2 separate regions of the Mus musculus genome follow, and region 2 is linked to region 1. The links are chromatin contacts, called in public HiChIP or PLAC-seq maps. All regions are on one chromosome and are shown on one strand. Each heading gives the region's core, a stretch centred on a gene start, on an enhancer-like site or on the middle of the called end of the contact. The rest is flanking DNA. Distances are from core to core; before and after follow the strand shown. Region 1 has its middle 4.1 kb from the start of Gm35908. Region 2 has its middle 32 kb from the start of Gm36165.

Region 1 (4,406 bases), core at 571-3,070:
ATATGAACCAAATCAGGACTGAACCCAGGTCTCAACAGGTCCCTAAAGATATTAATAGAATCTAGAAGCCACTTTTGCCTGGAGGACATTTGTCATGCCTAGCCAATTGGATTTCGTTTTGAGAGCCTCACAGAGAATGGGAGACAGAAATAAACCCGAGCCCAAATCAACCAAAAAACAGAATAGAAAAATGTCCCCACACTGCGCAGGAATCCTGAAGGGCTATATCCCTACAGTCAGGTCATCCCTACAGTCAGGTTAAACCAGATGTATGCCAGTTTCCTAGGGGTGGAAATCACATAGTCTGGGTAGTCCAGGGAGCATTTAGCTTTGAATTGGATTGAAGGTGGTTCTGTAGAGGCATTAAGCAAGCAGAATTCTCTTTGAAGGAAAGTGTTTTCATCTTGGTTTCAAATTGAAAAATAATTTCAATAAGTAACTTTTCCAGTAGAATGGTCCTGACACAGGAAAGATAACTTTGTACCCAAAGAGATGAAACTGCTTCAAGGGGAAGCTGTTTTGGGTGCTGGGGTACATATACAAGGGCTCTTCCCAGCGTACCCCACAAATTGTTTGCAGCACCAATCCAGGCAAGATCCTTTCAGCAGAAGTCTTGGTGCACGGGGGTTGCCATCAAAGGCATTTTTTCTTCCTGGTGCTTTAGCCTGGGTTCTGCGAGGGCTATGGACACAACATCTTCGTGTTGCTATGTCAGGACAGACTCTGCCTGTATGGTCGTGTCCATCCCAGGAGGACAGCACCAAGGCAGAGGGAGGAGGGAGAAGTGCTTTTCTGAATGGAGATTCGTCAATGTACTTCTGTCTGCTGTAGTTATCAGTGTTGCTATTTCAGTGAAGAATGGTGGAGCCTTCACCAGGCTCATGCCAGACGCCGTGGGGGTGGGTGTCTGGGCAGTGATAGGGCAGGGTCCCTCTCTGTCGTCAGAAAGTTTGAGCTCTCGCCAAGGTTTCCGTAGGTCGCTGAGATAGGGCCCCGGCTCTCTGGAGACAGGCATGACCTCGGGCGGGCCCCTCGTCATTGAACTGAGAGGGCTCCGTGTCAGCCTGAACTTAGTGGTGATAAGGGCCAGATAATGGTAGCCAAACTCCCACGGCCTCTCTAGGCCTTCTCAGGCCCGGAGGCCAGAGAAAGGGCAGGTCAGGGAGGGGCCAGGAGAGGAGGGGGTGCAGGGTGGCCGTGTCTCTAAGCTGTTGGGAACCCGAGGTCTCCAGGAACCCCAGGATCTGTTTGTGGGTCCATATCCCTTGTCGAGCCCAGACACCAGGACTGGGGGTATGGTCACCAGAAGCCCTGAGGGGTCATCAGGTTGTGAGCCCTTCCTTCCCTACCCTGTTCAATTTCCTCAATTTTACTGTATCTGTTAGCTATTTTCATGGGTAAGGTTAGGAGTGGATGCCTGTGTCCTGGCTGCCATGAATTTAGAGGCCAGAGATAATCGTCAGAAGAAGCCAAACTTGGTCACGTCGGCACAGCTCTGAGAGGTTTCTGGTGTCTATGCTCTCTGACTCCGAGAGTCACCTAATGCCTCACCTTACAACACACTCCTTTAATAACAGCTAAATCTGTGTGTGCCCAAGGGGATGACGCTCCAAAGCTCTGGGCTGTGAGTCTATCTGTACATCAAGACGGCAGGTTGTGGATTCCAAACTGAAGACCTTCAGAAATAGCTCCAGCTTTTCTGCTCATGTCAGTCGGTAGGGAGCCACAATCACGTGACAGGAGTCAGAGGTACAGTATGCAGTGATGATTTGTCCCTGAGCCACCTGTCCTTGGAGAAGGGCCTCTAATTCACGCATAGGTCACTTGAGCAGCTTGAATGGCAGCCCAGAAGTCCCACACCTCTGCTGGTGTCCTTGTCCTCTGGAGCCTTCTGCCTAGGGCAAGAATTGGAAGAAACGATTCCAGGTGTTATCGTTTCCGAAGCAGAAGACTGAAGCCCCTTTTCCGTTTCGCTAGAAGGTGTTTTCATCTGCACAACACAGCTAAATCTTTATTTTGTTTTGTTTTGTTTAAATAAAAAAATGCCTCGCTGATCGAGGCTCTAGTGCCATCTGCTGGAATTTTCAGGCATTGCATGGGTGTCTGTAGCGTTCAAATGCAGTCTTAGGTTAAACGTGCAGCTGTCTATTTATAAGTATATGCTCAGAAATAGCTCACAACATGACTGTAAATGATGAAAACAGCCTCCAGGTGGCAGGCTTACCTGGCTAGGTTAGAATAGAGGCATCGACAAAGATTTACGCTGTAGCTGAAATGATTTGCTCTTTTTTCCTCTTAAGGTATCTGAAGCCAGTGTGGCAAAATGCTAACGTTCACTAAAAGTTACAGGTGCAGCCAGGTGTAGTGGCTCACCCCTTTAATCCGAGCATCTGAGAGGTAGAGGCAGGTGGATCTCTGTGAGTTTGAGGCCAGCCTGGTCTTCAGAGTGAGTTCCAGGACAGTCATGGCCACACAGAGAAACCCTACCTCAGAAAACATACAAACAAACAAACACCAACCAACCAATCAAACAAACAAACAAAACTTATGGGTGCTCATATTGGGAATTGGTTTTATGTACTGTTCTTTGTGTTTAATATAGCCTACCATGGTAATAATTATATAGTATAGCAGTCTTTATTATGCTATAGGAGATTTCAATTCATCATGTGTTGTATACCTACATCCATATAAGGGTAATAGATAACAACAAAGTCATAGGTTGGAGCGATGACTCAGCAGTTAAAAACCACTTGCTGCTTTTGCAGAAGACCTTGGTTCAGGTCCCAGTACACGCAAGAAAGCTCACAGCTGTCAGCAACTCCAGTTCCAGGGGATCAGAGACCCTCTTCTGACCTCCTGAGACATCAGGCACACGTGTGAAACATATACATACACACAGGTATTCACATATCCATATAGAATAAAACATAGATCTTAAAGACCAACAGCGTCACAAAAATGTAAAATGGGTTGTCTGGGCTCCTGCAGGAGTTGGGTTTATAACAGAAGAGCTCCCTGGTGGCTGTTGCCATTCACAGGTCTCCTGGAGTGGATCCGGGTAACTGAGTAGCAGTCAGGCTCATGTATGGCCTAGAGAACAATGTAACTCTTCAGCAGAGTGACAATATGAAGACCTGTGTAACAGATGTGATCTTTTGTTGCAAACCACCCTGCTTTCCTCCGGGAACAGTCAGCAGGAACCATCAGAATGTCAGCAGCATGGAATCTGGACTCCGCAAAGAAGAACCCACAGAGAGGCAGAAGGAGGTTGCTAAGATGTTTACAGGTCAAGGTTCAGGTTGTAGACATGGTCACACACCTCACTCTCCCGCTGTGAGTCCTCAGGTCAGAGTCATCAGCACTGGGCACTGGGCTCGCAGGCTCTGACAATTCTGGTACAGGTTTGTGGGCGAGGGTTGGCAGGATCTTGGTCAGTACACAGTAAGCACTGTGGGGCTGGTGGTGGGTTGGGGTGGGGAAGGTGGGGAGGTGGGCATGTGTGTGGCTGAAGCAGCTCTCTTAGACTATATTTTGTGAAACAGCAGTTTTATTCAGGAGTAGCAAGGGCTATATAAATCTTGGGGAGTAGGCAGGAGAGTGTACATTACTGGGGCTCAGGAGATGGGAATGCTTTATTTGCATGAAGAGGGATTCCAGGTGCTTAAGTCTGTAAGGTGCCCAAGAGTCTATGTGGCTTCCTCAAGAAAGATAGAGGTGGGGGTCGGGGGTCATGGAACTATGTGCCCTGGGGCAAGCAGGCCAAGAATAGTGTAGGGGAATCCTTACTCCTGCCCAGATAAGATTTTGATCTCAAAGTGGGATTTTCATGGTTTGGATGCCTCTTCCCCTCATTCTTGTTCCAGGTCTGTTCTTGGTCACACTTGTCCCACACACGTTCATAATATAGTTTTAAAAAAAATACTCCAGGCACACCCTGTTCTTTTATTTACATTGTATGTGTGTTTTATTTAGGTTGTCTCCATAGATTTTAAAAATAAAATATGCTACAGATTTCAAAGTGATTGTTTTGAGGTTTTTGTTTGTTGTTTTTGTTTTGCTCTTTAATGTCTTCAGTTGCTTACTTCAAAGCAAGAACAGAATCCTGGGGTACCAGGTATGGAAAGGGAATTGACAGACAGTATTCAGTTTGTTTTGGTGGCTGGAGCTCAGGCTGGGCAGGTGGTTGTGGATCAGGAAGCAGAGCCTGCGGACCAGGACATAGATCCTGGTGACCAGGTGCCTGGGTTTTGCATCTCACAGTTTGTGTGTGTGGTGGGGTGATGAGTTCTGCAGCCTGTCAGTGATAGCTGGAGCCAGCAGCCCTTTTAAATTAGGACCCTTGAAAGATAGACTACTCAATGGAGGGAGCTTTCTTGGGAAAAACCAAAACCAAAACCAAAAAC
Region 2 (4,406 bases), core at 1,341-3,840, 260 kb before region 1:
GGATCGGATTGTGCTAGGAAGGCTGGAGCCAGGCAGTTGCTAAAGCCTGCAGCTTCTCCAGTCCCACCCTCACTATTTTTCCTTTGTGTCTTCAGACCTGGATCATGGAGGAGTCATAACCTGGACCTTCTTCACTTAGAAGCAGCCTCTAAAAAATGTCCACTGGCAATGTTGGCAGGTTCCTCCCTGTCATCAAGGATGCTTGGGACTTACCAAAGCTGCTTGATGCCCTGGCTTTTTCTCTCCCTAAAAGTCCCAGACATCAGCAGGGACTGCTAGGAGATAGCAGAGGAGGTCTTCCCTCAGGACCTCAGGCTTCACTGAATTCTCTCTTGTTGTCATTGTTGTTGTTGGTGGTGTTTTGTTGTTGTTGTTGCTGTTGTTGTCCTCCTCCTCCCTCTTCTTCTCCCTCTCCCTCTTCTCCTTCTCTTTCTCCTTCTCCTCTTCCTCCCTCATTCCTCCCTACAACCTCTGCTCCCACCTTTGCTTTCCTAAAAACTCTTATCCAAGATCCTACCTAGGCATCACCCAGCACACCCCTCTGGGAACTTGCTAGGAATCATACTAAGGAGAATGGTCTCTCTGGGCCATGCAGTTTAGAAACCTGGACATCTACCACATCTATCTCTCCCAGTGGGCAGAACTGAAGAATAGTTCTGTGAGTGTCACCATGGCACACATGACACACATGAAAGGATTCAGCATACAACTGCTGGTGGCCAATTGGCTAGCTATGTCAACTGGATAGATGGATGGGTAGATGGATGAATGGATGGATGGGTGGATGGTTGGATGGGTGGATTAGAAGCACAGTTATGTGGGTAGGTGAATAGATAGGTAAAAGATTGGAGGAAAAATGAATAGATAGCAGGGTGCAGACAGATAGGTAAAACAAAACAAACAAACAAACGAACAAAAAACAGGTATGATAGTATATACACTTAATCCTGGCACTTGGGAAGGACAAGAGGGCCATGAGTTCAAAGCCAGTGTGGGCTACTTGAACTGGAGAGAAGGAGGGAGGGAGAGAAGAGAAGAGAAGAGAAGAGAAGAGAAGAGAAGAGAAGAGAAGAGAAGAAAAGCCAACGCTCTGTTTCTTTTTTCTTTTCTTCTCTTTTCTTTTTGTAAAAATGCTTTCAAAGTGAGGTATATGGATAGAACAGGTTTCTCCAAGACCTGGATCATGGAAGAGTCATAACCTGGTCCCTCTTCACTTAAAAGCAGCCCATTCAGCATCTGGGGATGAGAGTGGATGAACCTGACCCTATGTTGCTGCTCTGGGCAAAGGCAGGAACCGCTCCAGCATAATGATGAGGCTTGGTTCTCTCACTGACTGGCTCTGTGTGCTGAGGGAAGTCACTGCACCACTAAGCCTGTTTCCCATTCACAAGGAGGCTGTTCCCAGCATCTCCTCTCAGGAATTCAGTGACTCCAAGGCTATAGGGAGTAAAAGTGCCTATGGGCCCATTGTGTGCTTTCTATTCCAGCTGCCCTCCTCTCTTATAGACCTACTCCCTGCCCCTCCATGTGTAAATTCAATCCCAAACTACTTTAGGTGCCATCAGAGTCAAACATCTGACATTGGAACTATGACTCTTTGCTCAAGTCTCTAGACAGGAAGCTCTAAGTCCCCTTAGGGTCCATCATGGCCACAATCATCTCTGGTTGAGAGTAAGGGACACAATTGAAAACATGCTACAGAGCATGGGCCCTAACAGAAGAAAGAATGCTTAGACAGGCGAATGGGAGCTGGCCAAGGCTGGACACAACCCCATAGGCATCTCCTGGGACTTCTGAGAAACAGCTATTTCCCCTAACTCTGGGCTGTCTTCCATGTCAAACAACCTTCCCTTCTATCTGTCTGATTGGTTCCTTCAGCCTGGAAGCTTCCCACGTCTTGCCCTTCTGCTGCATGCCCACTTTCTTAGTCTGATGCTGCCAAAGTTAGCAGTATGCCCTCCTCTGGGGGACCACCCCAACTTTAAGCCCTGCATTCAAAGCTCTTCCTTTGGAGTTGGTGATACTAAATCCAGACACAGATAGAGTGGGAAATGGTGTTTCCTGAGCGCTGAGCCATGACACTGGGAGCCAGAGGAGGCCCAAGGAGGAAGGGCCCCACATGGGCTGCAGGGGCCTCACATAGGCTTGAGAGGCAAGAAAGTCTCCTTAAGTGAGAAAGAAGTAAGCCAGGTGCTTGGAAAGAACATTCAGAGAGGCCCTGAGGGATGGAAAGAGGCCTGCTGATAAGCGGCAGGTCCCGCAGAACTGCTGCCGGAAGAGGAGGGGAAGGAGTGTCTTATGGAGAACTCCAGGGGAAGGAAAGTTGGCTTGATGACAAGTGCTCAGCAACCAAGGGCCTTCAGATCAATGCCCAGGCTCTGTAAGCCATGACCTCCTTCCTCAGACCCCTCCTCTCAGGCAAGAGGCTATACCACGAACTGGCCACGGTTTCCCAGAAGACAAGGGCTGCCTCATTGATTGGCCTGTGAAAGGCCACTTGGCAGACTGGTTGCCGAGAAACGGCCCTGGAGGCCAGGGTTGGGATTAGTGAGTAGCCCTGTTTGCTCTCCTTGTTGGGAGGAAAGGGGACTTTGGTCTCAGCTTATCAAACTGCCCTGAGTTTGAAAGCCCAGGAATGCAGCCTTGGGCAAATGTGCAGGTTCACAGGACACCCATTAATCAAACAGTTCCCTTCCCTCCACCCCTAATAACCTGACCCCCACTTCACACACACACACACACACACACACACACACACACACACACACACACCCTCCAATCCCCTTTCTTTCTTCCAGAGGTCCCAGAAAAGAGAAACGCATCCTACCAGCCTATCTCTGGGCCCAGTAGAGCAATCTTAGGAGAACAGTTCACCTTGGAAGCTAAGTCCTTCTGGAGTTTATTTGGTAGGCCTCAAGGCAGCTTGACGAGCAGCTGAGGCTTCCAGAAGGTGGGCAGAGCCAGCGTGTTTCTCTACCTGGTCTATATCCCAAGTAGCACACTGTCTCCTCAAAATTAAAAAAAAAAAAAAAAAAAAAAAAAAAGTTCTCCATAGTAACTTTTTGGAAATATATCTTCAGGTAGGAACTCATGCCTTTCCCTGAAGTGCTATTGGCAACCAATGTCCTTAGGGGTGGAAGGGTGACTTTCTCCAGTGATGTGGCCATTGTAAGGTCATGCTTCTGTAAGCCTCCTGGCGGAAACTCATTGAGTCACACACACAAAAGGATGTGGAATGATAAGGGAATGAATTGAGAAGAGAAAGATTAACGGGGATGGGAGGGGCCGAGAGAAGGTGGAGGCTGGAGAGGTAGTTCAGGGCTTAAGTGACCTTGGCTGCTCTTCCAGAGGACCCAGGTTCGGTTCCCAGCACCCACATGGTGACTCAGAACCACCTGTAACTCCAGATTCAGATGGTCTGACACCCTCTCTCAACCTCTGTAGGCACTGCACACATGTGGTGCACAGACAAGTGCAGGCAAAACACCCATACATATAAAATAGAGCTCTTAATTTAAAAACAGAGAAGGTAATGTGGATGGGGAGGAATATAATTGAAATACATCATATATCTGTATGAAAGTATCACAATGAATACAATGAGCCCATCATCATATACAATTAATAATATATGCCAATAATACTCATATATTCAAGTTTCTTTGCAGCCCCATGGAATGAAAAGGCGGCATTTGTTTTCCTCTGCCACTTGCGGAACAAAACTGAGAGTCACTGTCAACACAGAAGCCAAAGCTCCAGGCTTCTCAGTGTCACAGTGGAGGGTAGATGTGATAACCTGAACTCCGGAGGGGTGGTTGTCAGTAACAGAAAATGTGCCCTCCTCATAGTGTGTGACACAGACCTCCGTGCTCCAGTCCAGGAGTACAGCCTTGAGAGCCCAGGTGGGGGAGGTTCCAGCTTTCAGGGGCCAAGTGGTGTGAGCTGGCTATGATTATGGTTACCACAGGGCTCATGTCACTTGGTGATAGGATAGAGACCAGGAGGAAGATCAAATGTTAAATCTCCCTCTTCTATTTTTTTTGAGGGTTTTATTTTAACATTTTTCTTTTTTCTTTTTCTTTTCTTCCCCCCCCCCCAGGATGTTTTTATTTTTTATTAGATATTTTCTTTATTTACATTTCAAATGTTATCCCCTTTCCTGGTTTCCCCTCTGAAACCCTCCTATCCCTTCCCACCTCCACCTGCTCCCAACCCACCCACTCCCGCTTCCTGGTCCAGGCATTCCCCTACATTGGGGCATTGAGCCTTCACAGGACCAAGGGCCTCTCCTCCCATTGATGACCACCAAGGCCATCCTCTGCTACATATGTGGTTGGAGCCATGTGTCCCTCCATGTATACTCTTTGGTTGGTGGTTTAGTCCCTGGGAGCTCTGGGGGTACTGAT

The links. HiChIP or PLAC-seq counts read pairs in DNA pulled down with a chosen protein or histone mark.
Region 2: a contact with region 1 is called in an H3K27ac HiChIP or PLAC-seq map of heart atrium, with 6 read pairs. The contact joins two enhancer-like sites. A contact is called at or near these places in 4 of 39 promoter capture datasets (hippocampal neurons, liver and trophoblast stem cells), 1 of 15 datasets of contacts at CTCF or cohesin (large pre-B cells), 2 of 484 Hi-C or Micro-C datasets (the CH12 cell line and bone marrow-derived macrophages), 4 of 115 datasets of contacts at active chromatin or transcription factors (cardiomyocytes, embryonic stem cells, extraembryonic endoderm stem cells and 1 more) and 3 of 9 other capture datasets (adipose tissue, embryonic stem cells and embryonic trunk).

The regions. Positions count from the first base shown.
Region 1 is chr14:63,064,500-63,068,905 of GRCm38.p6, reverse strand. No RefSeq gene overlaps it. Among named protein-coding and RNA genes, the nearest start is that of Gm35908, 4.1 kb to the left of the region's middle. Within about 2 kb of position 1,820, at least 36 of the 459 cell types and tissues checked have an H3K27ac peak or open chromatin away from gene starts, as enhancers often do. A contact at or near this core is called in extraembryonic endoderm stem cells and heart atrium, where this site is marked.
Region 2 is chr14:63,324,290-63,328,695 of GRCm38.p6, reverse strand. It overlaps Gm4151. Among named protein-coding and RNA genes, the nearest start is that of Gm36165, 32 kb to the left of the region's middle. Within about 2 kb of position 2,590, at least 32 of the 459 cell types and tissues checked have an H3K27ac peak or open chromatin away from gene starts, as enhancers often do. A contact at or near this core is called in extraembryonic endoderm stem cells and heart atrium, where this site is marked.